Linked DNA regions of Mus musculus: region 2 is linked to region 1. A link is a contact called in public promoter capture Hi-C data. All regions are on one chromosome and are shown on one strand. Each heading gives the region's core, a stretch centred on a gene start, on an enhancer-like site or on the middle of the called end of the contact. The rest is flanking DNA. Distances are from core to core; before and after follow the strand shown.

Region 1 (7,695 bases), core at 3,107-5,606:
TGTTATCTCATTGCACTGCCCTGCCACCCAGCTACAGCCTTGCTTCACTAGCCTGTGTAGTTTGGCCTGATGGAGCTCATCTGTTAGTTAACCATCCTGCTATGTCTGAGGCTCCAGCTCCAGCCTGCTGTGCCTGCAGCTCTCCTAACTTCTCCCCAGCTGTGGCTTCCATCAGCATTTCCTTCGGACCCTACCTTCTGTCCTCGCCAATGTTATCTTGTCTGCTTTTCTTTTGTTCCTGTAGATGACTGGTATTTGTTGAATGTTATTTCCACAGGGAAGTTCTCTAACTGCCCAATCTAGAGTAACTTTCCATTACATTTTGTCACATCACTTCAGTTTATCTTCGTCACAGTGTCCATCTCTAGTTAATATTGCTCTACCAGTCTTTTCAGAACTCAATACAGATTTCACTAGGAACCTATTCCCTGTTTATTGTTCTGTCTTAAATTATTACAATAGTACCTGGCATATAGTAGACATTCAAGATGTATCTTTTTAAAAGTACATGCCATGTCTGTTTGAATCACCTTAAATTTTAGGCTTTGTACCAGGAAAGTGTCTGAACAACTATTTTGTATTAATGTCTTTATTTACAGCAAAAACAAAATCACAATTAACCAGATACTGTTCTTTGTCAAAAAAAAAAAAAAGGTCACAGCATTAATCCTTTGAATAGTGTAAAATAGAATGTTTTTAGCTTCTTATATTTCAACCCACACGTCCTTAAAGAAAGGCTTGAGGAAGAAGTAGAAACAAAGCTTTGTTGGTGTAAAAATGCCATCACAAAATGACAGAAGTCAAAACTGCATTTGTCATTAGCTTCTTCTATAACTGGATGAGGGACAGATACCCAGGCTGTACTGACATGCATCATCTTAGAGGAGGCCCTTTAACAAACTCAAATTCCCTTACCTACGTTTCAGATTGTAAAGGGTTAGGGATTCCATCTGCTCCATAAACTCTCACATTGTCTCTAGCACCTCCTAAGCAAACTTTGTAGTGTCTAGCTAGTGACTGGCTAACCGGTGACAGCTGTAAATAGTTTAAACCATGCTTTGGAGCTAGCAAGATGAGTCAGAGGGTACAGGATTGACTGTCACCAAGATTGATAAGCAGTCCACTGTCTGGGACCCATATGGTAGAAGAAGAGAACTGATTTCTGCCAGTTGTCCTATACCTCTGTACATGTGCTGGGGTACACGTGCAGGTACATACATGTGTGCGTTCGCACACACGACACACACACACACATGCACACATATACACACATACACTCAAACACATACACACACACTAAAATAAAATGTAATTTTAAAAAAATTTAAACAAGGCTCATGGTGCTCATGGTGGCACACGCTTTTAATCCCAGCACTTACAAGGCAGAGGCAGGTGGATCTCTAAATATGAGGCCAGATTGGTATACAGGATGCGTTCCAGGACAGCCAAAAGAGACTTTGTCTGGAAGGAAGGAAGGAGAGAGAGAGGGGAGAGGGAGAAAAGAGAGAAACTTAAGAATTCAGTGCTTTTAACCACTTGGTTTTGCTCAGTTTCCAGCACCAACATGGCGGCTAGCAGTCATCTGTAACATCAGTCTCAAGATATGGAAAGCCCTCTTCTGACTTTGGGGGGCGGGGGAGAGGGAATTGTTTGTTTTATTTTTTTGAGGGCACTGGGCACACATGTGGTACACGTATATACATGCTGGAAAACACATCCACATGCATTAGGAATAGAGATGTAGATCAGAGCTAGAGCACTTGCCTAACATGCATCATGCTTTGGGTTTGGTTCCTTGCACATATACACACACTAAACAATGATGTTGTTGCTGTTGCTGTTGTTGTTGTTTTGAGGGCTAGTCCTTTAATTAAATGTTAGGTTGACAAACAGAAAGGATTCTACTTGAATAGTCATATTCACTGTGGTCATAGCTCCTGAGCCTGGGCCTCAAAGTGGGTCTCTGTCACTAGACACATTAGTTCTTTCAGCTGCCACATAATTAGTGTTGCAAATTTGTAATAGCATAGAAAATAATTGTCCATATAAAGATCAAACTTAGATGCTTTTCCTTGAAAATATTTTCATTTATGTGTTAAAAGGCAGGGACATTCCTTTACATTAAACATCAAAATTCTCTTTCCGGGCTGGAGAGATGGCTCAGCGGGTAAGAGCACTGGCTGCTCTTCCAGAGGTCCTGAGTTCAAATCCCAGCAACCACATGGTGGCTCACAACCATCTGTAATGAGATCCGATGCCCTCTTCTGGGGTGTCTGAAGACAACTACAGTGTACTTATAATTAATTAATTAATTAATCTTTTTTAAAAAAATTCTCGTTCCATATTATACATAAACCATCCAGAAGTCTATTGTGGATGCATATGCTTCTATCAGCTAGTGGAATTAGCCTTGCAGAATTAACATCTCATCTTTATGGTTATTACAGTAATTCTTTTAATTTTGTCGTCTTTTATTATTTAGGCAAAGATGCAATTTACACTATTCCAGTAAAAAATATTCTTGCTGTGGAAAAATTGGAAGAAGGCTCTTTCAACAAGAAAAATGTAAGTTGCATAAATATTGAAGCATTTTAAGTCATCAGGTGTACGTAATTTTGGTATCTACCATTCAGGTCTCTCAATAATGTCCCAAGTTAGGCCACTCAGCTGGTGCAGGACCCTCCAGTCCCCAGGATGACATCTCTGTTCCTTAGCATCTCCTCACTAACTTGTGGTTCCCCCAGGTTCTCCTGCATCTGAAATTACCTTTTTGTTCTTATGCAGACAGTGGCCTCCTCTGCACTTGTATGGCATCTGCAGTCTGTATTGTTCTGCTTAGCCCCATTGGCTAAGATGATCTTTGGTACTGACCTGCTTACTGCACCAATTCATTCCGACACATTAGCAGACATTTCTTAGCCAAGCAATCCAGGTCTCCTAAGTGCTTTTTCTTTTTGTATAGTATATGTTGTTTTTAAGGTTTCTCTAACTTTTTATTTTAATTTGCAATAAAGATGTTCCAAGTGATACATACAGAGAAAACGCTGTACATCCAAGCAAACAACTGTGTGGAAGCCAATGAGTGGATAGATGTCCTGTGCAGGGTGAGCAGATGCAACCACAACAGGCTCAGCTCTTTCCACCCCTCAGCGTATCTCAACGGAAACTGGCTCTGCTGCCAGGAGACGAGTGAAAGCACACCAGGCTGCAAGCCGTGCACCGCGTGAGTAACTCATGACTGCATGCGGGCGTGGGTGTGAGAGCATGACAGACGCTATGTAGAAGTAGCTGGACAGAGGCCGCACGGTGCTGAAGACATTTCTATAAACCGTGTCTAGAAAGGCTTGGGTTGTTGCCCAGTGGTAGAGTGTCTCTCTCACCTGACACACACAGGGGCTTTGGTTTAATTCTAGTACCACAAAAATTAAAATACAGAGAGTAAGTAAATTTCTATAGACACAACTGTAAGTTAGTGGTGCCCAGGGGCTAGATTGATGCATTGTTCGGTGAACAACTATAGGTTATATATATGTTTATTGGGACTGGGGAGCAGTTAGTGCTTGTTGTTCTTGTAGAAAGAAGACTCAAGTTTAGTTCCAAAACCCATGTGACACCAGCTCCAGAGCACAGATCAGATACCGTCTTCTAGCCTCTGCAGAGGCATGTATAGGCACGCACGCATGCGCACACACACACACAGATATACACATATACATTAAAAATATTTTTTATGATTTTACTTCAAAATCTTTTTCAAGACTTGAGTCCTTAACAACCAGACCTTGTGATCCTGTTGAAGTATCTCGGAAACTAATTTCTGAAGCCGCTTTTAGAAAATTCTAATTCTAGTTTTAGTCTTGATTCATTTCTAATGTTAACAAAGAATTTTTCCAATGTCTTTAATTTTCTTCTTATCATAGAGGCATCCCTGCAGACATCCAGATAGATATCGATGAAGACAGAGAAACAGAAAGAATTTATTCTATTTTTACCCTCAGTTTACTTAAGCTGCAGAAAATGGAAGGTAAACAAAATGAAACCATTAGTTTTCATTATTAATTTCTAGGTTATTTCTTTGACTTTTTAAAAAGTTAAAAATATTTATAGATTTCCTGTTACTGATAGTGAAGTTTACAAACCCTCAAAGGAGGCATTAATCTTTATCTATTCATGAAATTAAATAATTATTCTTTGTAAATGTGATTGTTCAGTAAATTGTTATAATACAGTCACCTGTGCTCTTGTCAAAGAAACTCACTTAAAAACTTCAAAGTTTTTTAAATTACACTACAGATTACACTTGTGGAATTTAGTTTTCTGATCAGAGATTTCACTGTTCCTTACAGAGACCTGTGGGTCTATAGCTGTGTATCAGGGGCCACAGAAAGAACCTGGTTATTCTAAGTTCACCATTGAGGATTCTGTTGCAACCTTTAAGACAATTCAGCAAATCAAAAGCACCATAGAGAAGCTCGATGAACCTCATGAGAAATACAGAAAGAAAAGATCGAGTAGTGCAAAATACGGAAGCAAGTAAGTCTCCTGGGCTCTGCTCCCGCCTATCAGGGCCCGCGCGTGCGCGTGCGCGTGCGCGTGCGTGCCTCCCCCACTCCCTCTCCTGGTCGGCCGCCGCAGGCCAGCCATCCTTTCTGTCAGTGCTGAGCGTCATCACTGCTTTGAATGTCGTGGTCAGTTGTAATTCACTCTGAATAATTCATAGCTTTTTCTTTTTGTTGTCTCCTTTATATTTCTCACAATATGTTATATTTATAATAAATACTAAAAAAAAAAAAAAAAAGTAAGCCATAACAGTGCATAGAAGCATTTGAAGGTTGGTTTCAAGTGCTACATCTCAGATGAAGAGAATGCGCTGGCTAAGGACAGCAGCAGCTGGCATGCCGTGGGACGTGTTCCTCTCAGGACACCGGCAGCTGGATTCCTCCCAGGAGCCGTAGCAGACTCGAGGGAGGTTTTCAGTCTCCACAGTGAAGACCAAGCTAATCCAGTGGGTTAGTGCATCACTGAGCACTGTCACTGAGATGCGGTCATTGTCACTGGGATCATCTAAATCTCGCCTTTCTTCTTCTCACCATCAGAGGAGCCACAGTAGCTCAGAGCCCCATTGTCTTCTTTAAGATAATGTTTACAGGGAGAAAAAGAAAAGACTCTTTCCTCCCTAGTGTGAGGAAAGAAATGTGTCAGCTGTAACCCTCCAGCACTCTCTGACACGCAGCACTCAGTGTGACCAGGGACCTGCTGGCAGTACAGTAGATGGACTGGCAAACAACAGTGTCCTTCACGGTGTCTGCTGGCAATGCAGTGTCTGCTCCTGTCATTGATGCTCATACAGCCTAGCATGGTTTCATTCCTACTTTACAGGTAGAAAATTAAAATGCACAAAGATAGTGTTAGTGTGAGGACTCCAAGTCCTTGCTACACTATTTTAAATAGTCTTATGTTGGTCGGTACTTTTATATTTCTGAATAAGAAAAATCAATTTTGTGGATATAAATACATTCTTCCTTGGTAGAAAGCTTGGCACATTATGAAGGTTGTATTGTAAACATCTTAATTCTGTATTTTCTTCTTTAGTATAATTGAGTATCTTCCAACAAAAGTTAATCTAGTTTTCCTGAAGTCCTTTGAAGTTCCTAGCCAAGGCTTGGCCATTCTTAAATTGTACCTTATAATCCATGCATACCATACCCTGATCAACTTTGATTTTCTCTATTAAAAAATACAAACTCAGGGCTAGAGAGATGGCTCAGCAGTTAAGAGCACTGACTGTTCTTCCAGGGGTTCTGAGTTCAATTCCCAGCAACCACATGGTGGCTCACACCCATCTGTAATTGGGATCCAATGCCCTCTTCTGGTGTGTCTGAAGAGAACAACAGTGTACTCATATAAAATAAATAAATCTTTTAAAAAAAAAAAAGCACTCAGCTGCTGATGGCACTGTTGCCCACTACCCCTGCAGTGTTCTTCACACACATTTTCTTTCTTTCTTGGGGGAGGGCGGGCTTGGGCTGGGAAAGTAGCTTGGTATTAGTGTGCTTGCCTGGGAGCCCAGGGAGGGCAGGCAGGCATCAGTGAACAGCAAACCCCCTCTTACACTTCCTGTACCATCATGTGAGCTGTGTGCATGCTGTGTCTGATTTGTTCAGTGCTGTACCATTAGCTTCTAGAATAGAACTTGAAATATAGTAAGTGATCAATAAGACTTGTCAGATTAATAAAACAAGACTCAGCATGAGCAGTCAAGGAAAATTAAAAGTGTTCAGTGGGTTCTGTGTATGTCACATTGCTAATTTGTGTATTTCTTTTATTGTTTTGTAGGGAAAATCCAATTGTTGGAAAAATATCATAGTTTGACCAACTGATGGAGAACTGGAAAATACTCTTTTTCATCAAGTTTTTCAGTTCACCCCGTTTTGTTCATAGTATGTAAGAATGGACATCGGCTTTGATGATACATGCTGTCTGTCATAATGTATAATATTTAATGATTGAAATTAACTGTTTGGGGATCCTGATGCTGATGTGTGTATTACTAAAGAATTTGAAACCCAAGATTTCCTCCATAGCCATGCATCCAGCCCCGTGTCCCTGCAGCTTCCTTCTGATGGGAAGGGTCTTCCTGAGGACCCAAGCAGCTCCGTAACAAGGGAGCACTTGACAGCAAGACCCCACCTCCACCTGGAGCACTCCTGTGTCACTCACCACCGTCAGTGCCTCCTCTGTGCTGCCAACATTGAGTTTACTATAGAGCTAGAGTTCCTTGTCGGTCAGAACTTTCCATTAAGTTCATCTGGACGTTTGTCTTTAAAAAAAAAAAAAAGGAAAAAAAAAAACCCTTTTCCTCTGTTGTGTTAGCCATTACAGGTTAGAGACAGACACAGACATCTGAACACCTTTGAAAGCTGGCGGGTGTCTCTCCTGGTCACAGGTGAGGGTGCTCAGCTGTGAGGGGATGTGTGCTCCTGTGTGCACCATGTTTACATTGGAGTGGGGGGTGGTGCCAAGACAGTGGACCACTAAAGTGGCCTTCATTGTTCAGCTGTCAGGGACTCGCTCTCTCCGAGAATTCAGGTTAGCACTCCTCCTGAGGGCAGCTCTTCCCAACCAGAAGAGAAGCATGAGTGAGTAGTGAGGAGATCACCTGATGTTGCCTTCTGTCCCACATCATAATAAGGGTGTGTAAGGATACCCTCCATAGTGTTAGGTCCTGCTCTAACTAGAGAACGGTCACTTGGCGCACTTTAATAATCTGGCACATTCCAGGTTGTGGTTTGGATACTCCGTAGTATCTATTTTTTTGATCAGTTGAATGATCAGTGTTTAAATATCAAACCGTGCTTTCCTGAAAATGTTGATATTGTATTGCTGTTTCCTTATTGCCTGCTAGCCAAAGGGGATCAGGGGCAGCAACTGTTGGGATACCTGTGTTTCCTTACCCTCCTCTGGCCCTAGAAACCCTACCTGTAAATAAGCAGTTGAAGCGAGTGTCCCTGAGGAGGAGTGATACACTCGGCTTCATCAGTATTAAAACCTATGGTACTTACTTGTCTTTTTTAATTAAAACTATTTTCTGAGTGTGGTACTTTGAACCTTGGTCTATTTCCATATGTTCCTGTTGAAAACTGTGACTTACTGGTGGAAGTCTCACTAGCTGCAATCCCCTGTCGTTGAGCTTAA
Region 2 (7,695 bases), core at 3,622-6,121, 200 kb before region 1:
TATGTCATGTGATAATCTGACAGCCCCCACTTCCTCTCATTCTCTAACTCAGCTGTCAAGGGGGTACATCCTGACTTATGCGTCTCTCTTCTCTCTCTCTCTGTGTGTGTGTGTGTTTCAAGACCAAGTTTATCAGTGTAGCCCTGGCTTTCCTGGAACTTGCTCTGTAGACCAGGCTGGCCTTGACCTCAGAGAGCTCAGGTAGAACATGCCTCTGCCTCCGGAGGGCTGGGATTAAAAGCATGCACCACTGTCCTTTGCCTTTCAAATTCTGCCTCTACAGACTGTTCCACTGTCCACAGTCCCCCTGTTCACATTCAAATACCATAACCCTCCATGTAGTTCTGTGCCTACCCATAGTCATACTGTCAGCTGGCGAGGGGTGAAACCCAGTGATAGCACGTCTCCATGCTGAGACACCAGAGAAGCTGCTGTCATGACCAATCCTACCATTTCATGGCTGGCCTCAGTCCCATAGGTAACTCTCTTGATTCTTGGCTTTCTAGTCCAAAGTTATGGATACAAGCTCAGATCAGCCCGGATTCTAATGGTGTTTACAATCTCCCTCGAGTCTGGGGTTCAACTGATGGAGGCTGATATTTCAGGAATGGCTGGGGCAATCATGTCCTTGCTGTGTTTGCTCCATATGAGGTTCACGTTCCTGATGTCCTGCAAATTTTTCTTCAAAACAATTTTTTTTTTAGCCCTGGGAGTAGTGGTGCACACTTTTAATCCCAGCCAGAGGCAGAGGCAGGTGTATCTCTCTGAGTTTAAGGCCAGCCTGGTCTTTATACTGAGTTCTAGGACAACCAAAGCTATATAGTGAGACCTTGTCCCAAAACAAACAAACAAACAAACAAAGAATTTTCAGATTCATATTTTATGTGTATGTGTGTCTGCTGGCATGTATGTATGTGCACCATGCACCTGCTGCCCTCAGAAGCCAGAAGAGCAGGTCAGATCCTCTGGAAACTAGAGTTAGCAATGGTTGTGAGCTACCATGTGGGTGCTGGGAACCAAACCCAGGTCCCCTGCAAGAGCAGTGCTCTTAACCACTAAGCCATGTCTCCTGCTCCTTCAAAGCCTACTCAACTGATGCATCTTCTGATACATGACCTTTTGGTCACTCAAAGGACTGGGTCCGTAGGCTAGGGAATTGATGAGACTGATACTTCGGCACCTAACCAGTGAGAGAGGGAAATCAGGGTTCTGTGACATCTAGATGGGGTTTCTGCATCCCACTGCGGGATTTCCAATTTCACATAAGCAAAAAGCAAAAGGTACTCAGTAGGTCTTCTAATGGCCAGGTACTGCTGGTGTCCTGACTCTACCTGTCTGTGTTGACTCCATGCCTCATCTCCACTATGAGAGCAGCATCTACCCAGTCTACAGCCATAGTTGCAGGAAAGATCTAGCCCAAGAAAACTCTGTCCCTTCCCCATGAATTTGTATCACCTTCCTTGCCCTGTAGAAGTGGTGCCACTTGTCCAAGAGGGCCTTGGCTCAAAGAGGTTCAGCAGTCCCTAATGGGACATCCCATTGCTGTTGCCAGGAGCTACTTAGCAAACCAGAGGAGGCCAGTCATTTCTCACCACCTAAATGTCGGGCAGCATAAATGGCCATGTAGACAGTTACCAGGAAAGCTGGAACAGGGAATGTTTTTGTTTTTGTTTTTGGGGACCATCCTACCCAGGATCAAGAGCCCCAACTTTATTTCCATTTTATTGTAGGTGAGCAAAATGAGCTGCTAGATACCTACAGGAATTACTCAAATACTAAATACTACTGTCAGTGAGTACAGGCCAGCGTGTTGGGAAACTGGAGGCCTTGTACCTTGCTGGTGGGAATCTAAGATGGTGCGGCCATCCTTTGAAACAGTTGATAGTATTCTATTTGTTGTTTTGTTTTGTTTTGTTTTGTTTTTAAAGACAGGGTTTCTCTGTATAGCCCTAGCTGTCCTGGTACTCACTTTTTAGACCAGACTGGTCTCGAACTCAGAAATCTGCCTGCCTCTGCCTCCAGAGTGCTGGGATTAAAGGCGTGCGCCACCACGCCCGGCTAGTTGAAAGTATTCTTAAAATGTAAAACTTTCTTTCTATACCTCCCAACAAATCCTCTCCTGGATACTTACACAAGAAAGATGAAAGTGTACATTCACATAATGGTCTGCATGTAAATATCCATGGCTTTGCACATAACACCTAAAATCTAAAAGCCAGATAACTTCAACAGGGGAACAGAGAGCCAACTGTAGGGTGTGTAACACTGTCTGAGGAAAGGACACCTTTTTTTGCTGACAAGTTGAAAGGATCAGAAGGTTTTTTATACAGGGTAAAAGAAGACCTATTTAGAGGGTTATACATTAATTGGAACTAAATGGCAGTGAGGAAGGTGAGCGCCAAGGCTGCCAGGCTCCAGCACTCGGGTGATGTGACTCTAAAGGAGACCATGGGAGTGGTGCCGATGGACAAATCTGTGTCCAGGTTGATGCTCTCTGTGAAAACATGTTACAGAGCTATTGAAACACACTAAGTTCATGTAAAAGCCAGAGAACTCGGATAGACTCCATCCCTGGACTCAGAGTCAGTGTCCTAATTTTTCCATTTTATCGTAGGTGAGCAAAAGGGGCCGATACATATATCTACAGGAATTACTCAAATAGAAAATACTACTGTCAGCAAGTGGAGACCAGGGTGTGGGAAAACTGTGTACCTCATAAGATCCTGCTAGAGTACTACACTTCCTACCCACTTCCTTACTTGCAACAGGGTCTCACCCTGAGCCCAGGCTAGACTTCAGTTCCCCACTCTCCCACCTCTGCTGGGATCACAGGTGTGTGTCAGCTTCCTATACTCTTCTTGTAACTTCTTGTCACACACACACACACACACACACACACACACACACATTGCCCCAAAAAAGAAAGAAAATGTTATTTTTTTAATTTCTTAATTTTTGTTTTCAAAACAGGGGGCTGGGGAGATGTCTTAGCAGGTACGAGCATCTTTTCTTCCAGAGAGCTAAAGTCTGCCTCCCAGGACCCGTATCAAGCTGCTTTCAAACACAAATAACTACAGCTCCAGGAGATCCAGTGCCCCTGCCCTCCACATACACATATCAGACGCAGACACACATGCATAATTTAAAATAAAACAGGGTCTGGAGAGATAGCTCGGTGCTTAGGGGCATGCATTGTTCTTGCAGAGGACTCGAGCTGAGTCCCAGCACCTGTATCAGACAGCTTACAACTGTAAGTTCAGCTTCAAGGGATTCACCATGCTTCTGAGCTCTTGGGTCATGTGTGTGCATATATGTGTCTGTGTCTGTGGGGGGTGGGGCGCACGCGCGCGCACATACACACACATATGTGTACGCTCATGCACGCACATACACACAAATAATAATAAAAAATTTGAATAATAAACATTTTTAAAAGGTTTTACAAAATGAAAAAAAGAAGCAGGGGACATTCCCCATCCCAGAGAAGCAACTCTCCTATTGCTAACTTGGCCAGTCGGTGTCTAATGTGGGGTTGGCCTGTTCCATGTCCAGGCAGCTGTGGCCACACCCTCTGCTCCCAGACATCCCAGCTCTATGGGATGACAGCTCAGATATTCCTACAGTCAATGTGAACGTACCCTCTTCCTCCTCCCTGAGGCTGTAACGTCAAAGCTAGGTAAAGACCCCGAGAGCTAGGAAATAGTCACCCAGTGAAAATCGGGCCAACCATCCTTCTCGCCTTGCTCTGTGATTCCGTTTCCAGTGCTCTGTCTGGTCTGCACTTCATGCAGATCATTCTCTTCACCTCTAGCAAGGGGCCCCTCCCTAATGGAGGGAGATTAACCCTTCTTCGCTCCCTTTCAATCTCATTTAGCTGAGAGCGTGCTTCTCACAGCGCTGCTGGCTGGGCAAAGAGCAGGGCGGAATGCTCCACAGCGAGATGGCTGCCTTCCCTTTGAAGCACAGGAACTGCGGTAAACACCTTCTTGCCCGACTTGGCCCTGAAAAGATGGTTTTGAAACTGAACTTGCTGTGAGTTGCCTGGGTCTGCAGTATGGAATTGCATAAGAATGTGGGCATTTAGGTCAAAGGGGACTCTGAACTCAACACCTCAGAACCTGTCATCATGGAACTCACGGCTTATTTATTCCCTGGTCCTGCAGAAGGGTCTCTGGCATCCCTTAAGATTCAGGCCAAGCTGGGCTGAAGTGTATGTGACATCCTGTGCGGAAGTGATACATCCACATACAAGCCACTGTCCCCATCCCATTTCTAGCCTCAGTAACTAGTTTCTTGCCATGTCTTTGTGCGCGCGCACGCGTGTGTGTGCATGTGTGTGCGTGTGTGTGTGTGTGTGTGTGTGTGTGTGTTTCATTTCAAGGCCATGAGAAGAACAAAAGTGTGAGCTTTTTCAGGCCTGGTGGTGAGTTGGTCATCAGGGCAGGGACAGAGGCAGTTTGGGTTGCTGATAACTTTTTGTCAGGTTTGTACCGCGATTGGTTTCGAAGCCATGGTGAACAACAGAAAATGAAACTCGCAGCTTATTTTTAGCGGTTCATGCTAACTCATGAGATGTTTTTCTTTGCAAACCAAATAGCAGAAAGGTGACTTCAGCGAACTAAATTTAGACTGCTTGACTTACAGCAGTTAAGCCCGGTCGTCTGCTACTACCCACGTATCAGAGGCACTTGGACCTAGGGACTTTTGAAGCTATACTTACGATTTTGTTTAAAATTATTTTTAGTTGCGCCTTTTAAAGATGTAAGCGTACTTGCTTTGGGGAGGAACCGAGAAACACATTACAAGCGCTCATCGTCTGGCATCTGACCATTTTTGTGTAATCTGCAGCAGCTTCATAAGCAAGCGACAGTCTGGAATTTGGTCTAAAAGGAGTCAGTCTATGAAATCACTGAGAGCAGAGCTTTGCAGTGTAAGGAGTGTGTTTCTCTCCCGCTGCCAGGGTTGCTAGGCGTGCGGTACTTACTATCTTTGAACTTGAGACAGTGCAGATGGTATTTTCTAAACCATCTTCCTGCCTTACAATTCTCTGAAGCACACTCCGGCCCCAAGGGTCTGTGGAGATGACGAGGTCCTCTCTGGAGGCAGAGGTGGTCTGTCAGTCCACCATCATTTGCATTTTCCATTTCCTCTCCCAGAAAGGGTAGGTTTCCCTGCTTCTCAGTCAACACGGGTTTTTCTTTGAGGAGTGAGTGATGGAACTTTTAAAAGGTCTTTGAAGGGACCCCCAGGGCCATTCCTTCACACATGGGCCAAAGCTCTCCAGTTCTAGACAGTATCACTACCTAAAATGGAAGATGCCCCTAGTAGTAAGGGAACTAGTGAACGAGTTCCATCCTTGAGTTAGGAGTCAATAGCAATGTCATTGACTCTACTGAGCCATTCCACTGCATGAGGCAAAGCCCCAGGAGCCTGGGGAGACACAAAGACCCCACAGGAGACAAGCCCAGAGACCCAGGTAAAGACAGCTACTTGGCTACTTCGATATACCAAATGCCTACCGTGCTTCTGTTCTGTCCAAGGAAAATGGGGTCACTGGGGGTATGTTGGTTGAGCTGCCTTGGCTGAAGTGAGGTACACAGTTGAGATTCTGAGGTACAGACTCATTTATCTGACAAAAGAAAAGACCAGGCACTCCTAGGTTAAGCCTGGGAACATCTGTTGTCGAGGGGAGGTACATATAGGAAGGGAGGCTCCTCTTACATGAGGTACATGGTATAGTTCCATAGGAGCCGAGGGAGGCATCGTTCTCTCACAGGAGGTACATGCTATTCACTCAAGGAAATCTTGTTTATAGTCCAACCTTTCTTTTTCTACCTGATTTCCATTCTCTCTAGAAGAAACTTAGCTAGACTAGCCTATCGTCTTGTCTGTCTGTATGTGTGGTCAGGGGCAGATGATCATAGTGTCAAATGGGCCTGGTATGGGAATGCCAGTGACCCACATGGACTCAAGGTCATCTAAATATTGTTCTTCACATACCACCCTTCAAATGCACTGGGAAACAAGAGCAAAGATCATGTAGTTGCTAAGGCTGACATAGCAATGACCATTGAAAGGTGGCACGAGTTGAGGGTGTTCCATCTGAGGATGTCTGGTTGGGTTGAGGTGCACCGTCTCCTTCCCATCTCACCAGGGTGTGGTCCCCGAGGCTGTCTGTCTGATTCTTACCATCAGTCTTTCCCACTCGCTAATGGCTGGAAGTAGAAAGCCATTGTTTAAGACCTGAAGGCTTCTTAGTACTCCAACTACGCAGGCGCCCCTTCCATTCACCACCTCACTACACAGAATGAGGTCATCGTTTCCCGTCCCCAGGCAGGGTGGCGAGGGTTGCTAAGAAAGCCCCTTGGAGAGCCATCTCACTGGCTTACAAAACTGCTGACGACGAATCAGAATAATCTGTCACAGATACAGGAGGCAGGGGCTTGGAATCTAGCTCTTAGTCTACCCAACTGCGAAAGCAAGCTGGGGTGGGTTCTTTTAGGGTCACATACAAAATGGATTTTAGCTAGGAGTAAATAAATGGACAGTTGAATCCTAGCACCCAGGAGGCAAAAGCAAGCAGGTCTCTGAGTTTGAGGGCACTCTGGCCTAAATAGCAATCTCTAGGACAGCCAGAGCTACATAGAAGACGAGAGAGGGAGAGAGAGAGAGAGAGAGAGAGAGAGAGAGAGAGAGAGAGAGAGAGAGAGAGAGAGAGAGAAAGAGAGAGAAAGAGAGAGAGGAAGAAGAAGGAGGAGGAGGAGGAGGAATGAACAACTATTGAACATCACTCATTAAAATGATACATTTAAACACTTAGTTGAGAAAAATGTCTTAAGGTCTTACACAAAAATTAGGTTCATGACCTAAGTCATGAAAGAGAACTTAAATACCTTAAATGTTTTCCTACATTCAACTCCATTATAGTTCTTTTTTTTTTTTTTTTTTTTTTTTAATGCTGGAAAAGTGCATTAAAATGTAGTTGTGAGAGAAAGTGTAAATCCCAAGTGGAACTCCTTGGCTTCAGAATGGCCATTGTAGCTATGTGAAAGTTTTCCTTGAGGCGTATAACATTTGGGACTGCAAAAGTGTTTGAGTGGCTGCCTGAATCTAGCTATGTGGTGTTTTTATTTGTGAGTTCATTACAATAAAGTAGAAAAAAAAAAGTCTGCTAAAAGCCATGCAGGATTTGGAAAGGGCTGGGGAGATAGCCCCAGGTCTCAGGGAAAAACAAAATAAAAATGGAACAACAACAAGAAAATGGTGGACATCCATCCTGAGAAACAGCTACCACCCAGACTGAATTCTGCTCTCCACTGGCATGTGTACACATGGGTCTATATACACCCCCACACACACATATACCTACACACACACACAATAAAAATAAGGTAAAGGAAAACTGCGTGTTGGGGGAAAGGCCTCATAATATGTACTCGGTTTTCTGTTCAAGATAACAATACTGTTTGGAGTTGAAACTAAGACAACCTGATGGGTGCGTTGACTTTTTTTTTTTTTTTTTTTTTTGTAACTGGAATTAAAGTCTAGCTAGCCCATATAGAAGACACACAATCCAGGTATTTTATTCACAAGCCTTAAGCCTCGATTGGGCAGGTTTGGAGCTATTCTAACTCATTTCCCAACCATGATGTCCCTTGTTGTTTGCTGTTTCTCCTGGCCATGGGCTCATAGTCC

The links. Capture Hi-C pulls out chosen DNA fragments and counts their contacts.
Region 2: a promoter capture Hi-C map of adipose tissue shows a contact between it and region 1. The contact joins two enhancer-like sites. A contact is called at or near these places in 3 of 39 promoter capture datasets (embryonic stem cells, hematopoietic stem and progenitor cells and macrophages), 2 of 115 datasets of contacts at active chromatin or transcription factors (bone marrow-derived macrophages and memory CD8 T cells) and 3 of 9 other capture datasets (adipose tissue, liver and pancreatic islet).

The regions. Positions count from the first base shown.
Region 1 is chr9:96,541,117-96,548,811 of GRCm38.p6, reverse strand. It overlaps Rasa2 (RAS p21 protein activator 2), which reads left to right. Exons shown (of 24, transcript NM_053268.2): 20 at 2,483-2,565; 21 at 3,015-3,223; 22 at 3,921-4,024; 23 at 4,347-4,533; 24 at 6,337-7,695. The coding sequence ends at 6,367. Among named protein-coding and RNA genes, the nearest start is that of Gm28729, 20 kb to the right of the region's middle. Within about 2 kb of position 4,356, at least 67 of the 459 cell types and tissues checked have an H3K27ac peak or open chromatin away from gene starts, as enhancers often do. A contact at or near this core is called in adipose tissue, where this site is marked.
Region 2 is chr9:96,737,442-96,745,136 of GRCm38.p6, reverse strand. The region is part of intron 2 of E030011O05Rik (RIKEN cDNA E030011O05 gene); the gene reads left to right. Among named protein-coding and RNA genes, the nearest start is that of E030011O05Rik, 12 kb to the left of the region's middle. Within about 2 kb of position 4,871, at least 84 of the 459 cell types and tissues checked have an H3K27ac peak or open chromatin away from gene starts, as enhancers often do. A contact at or near this core is called in adipose tissue, where this site is marked.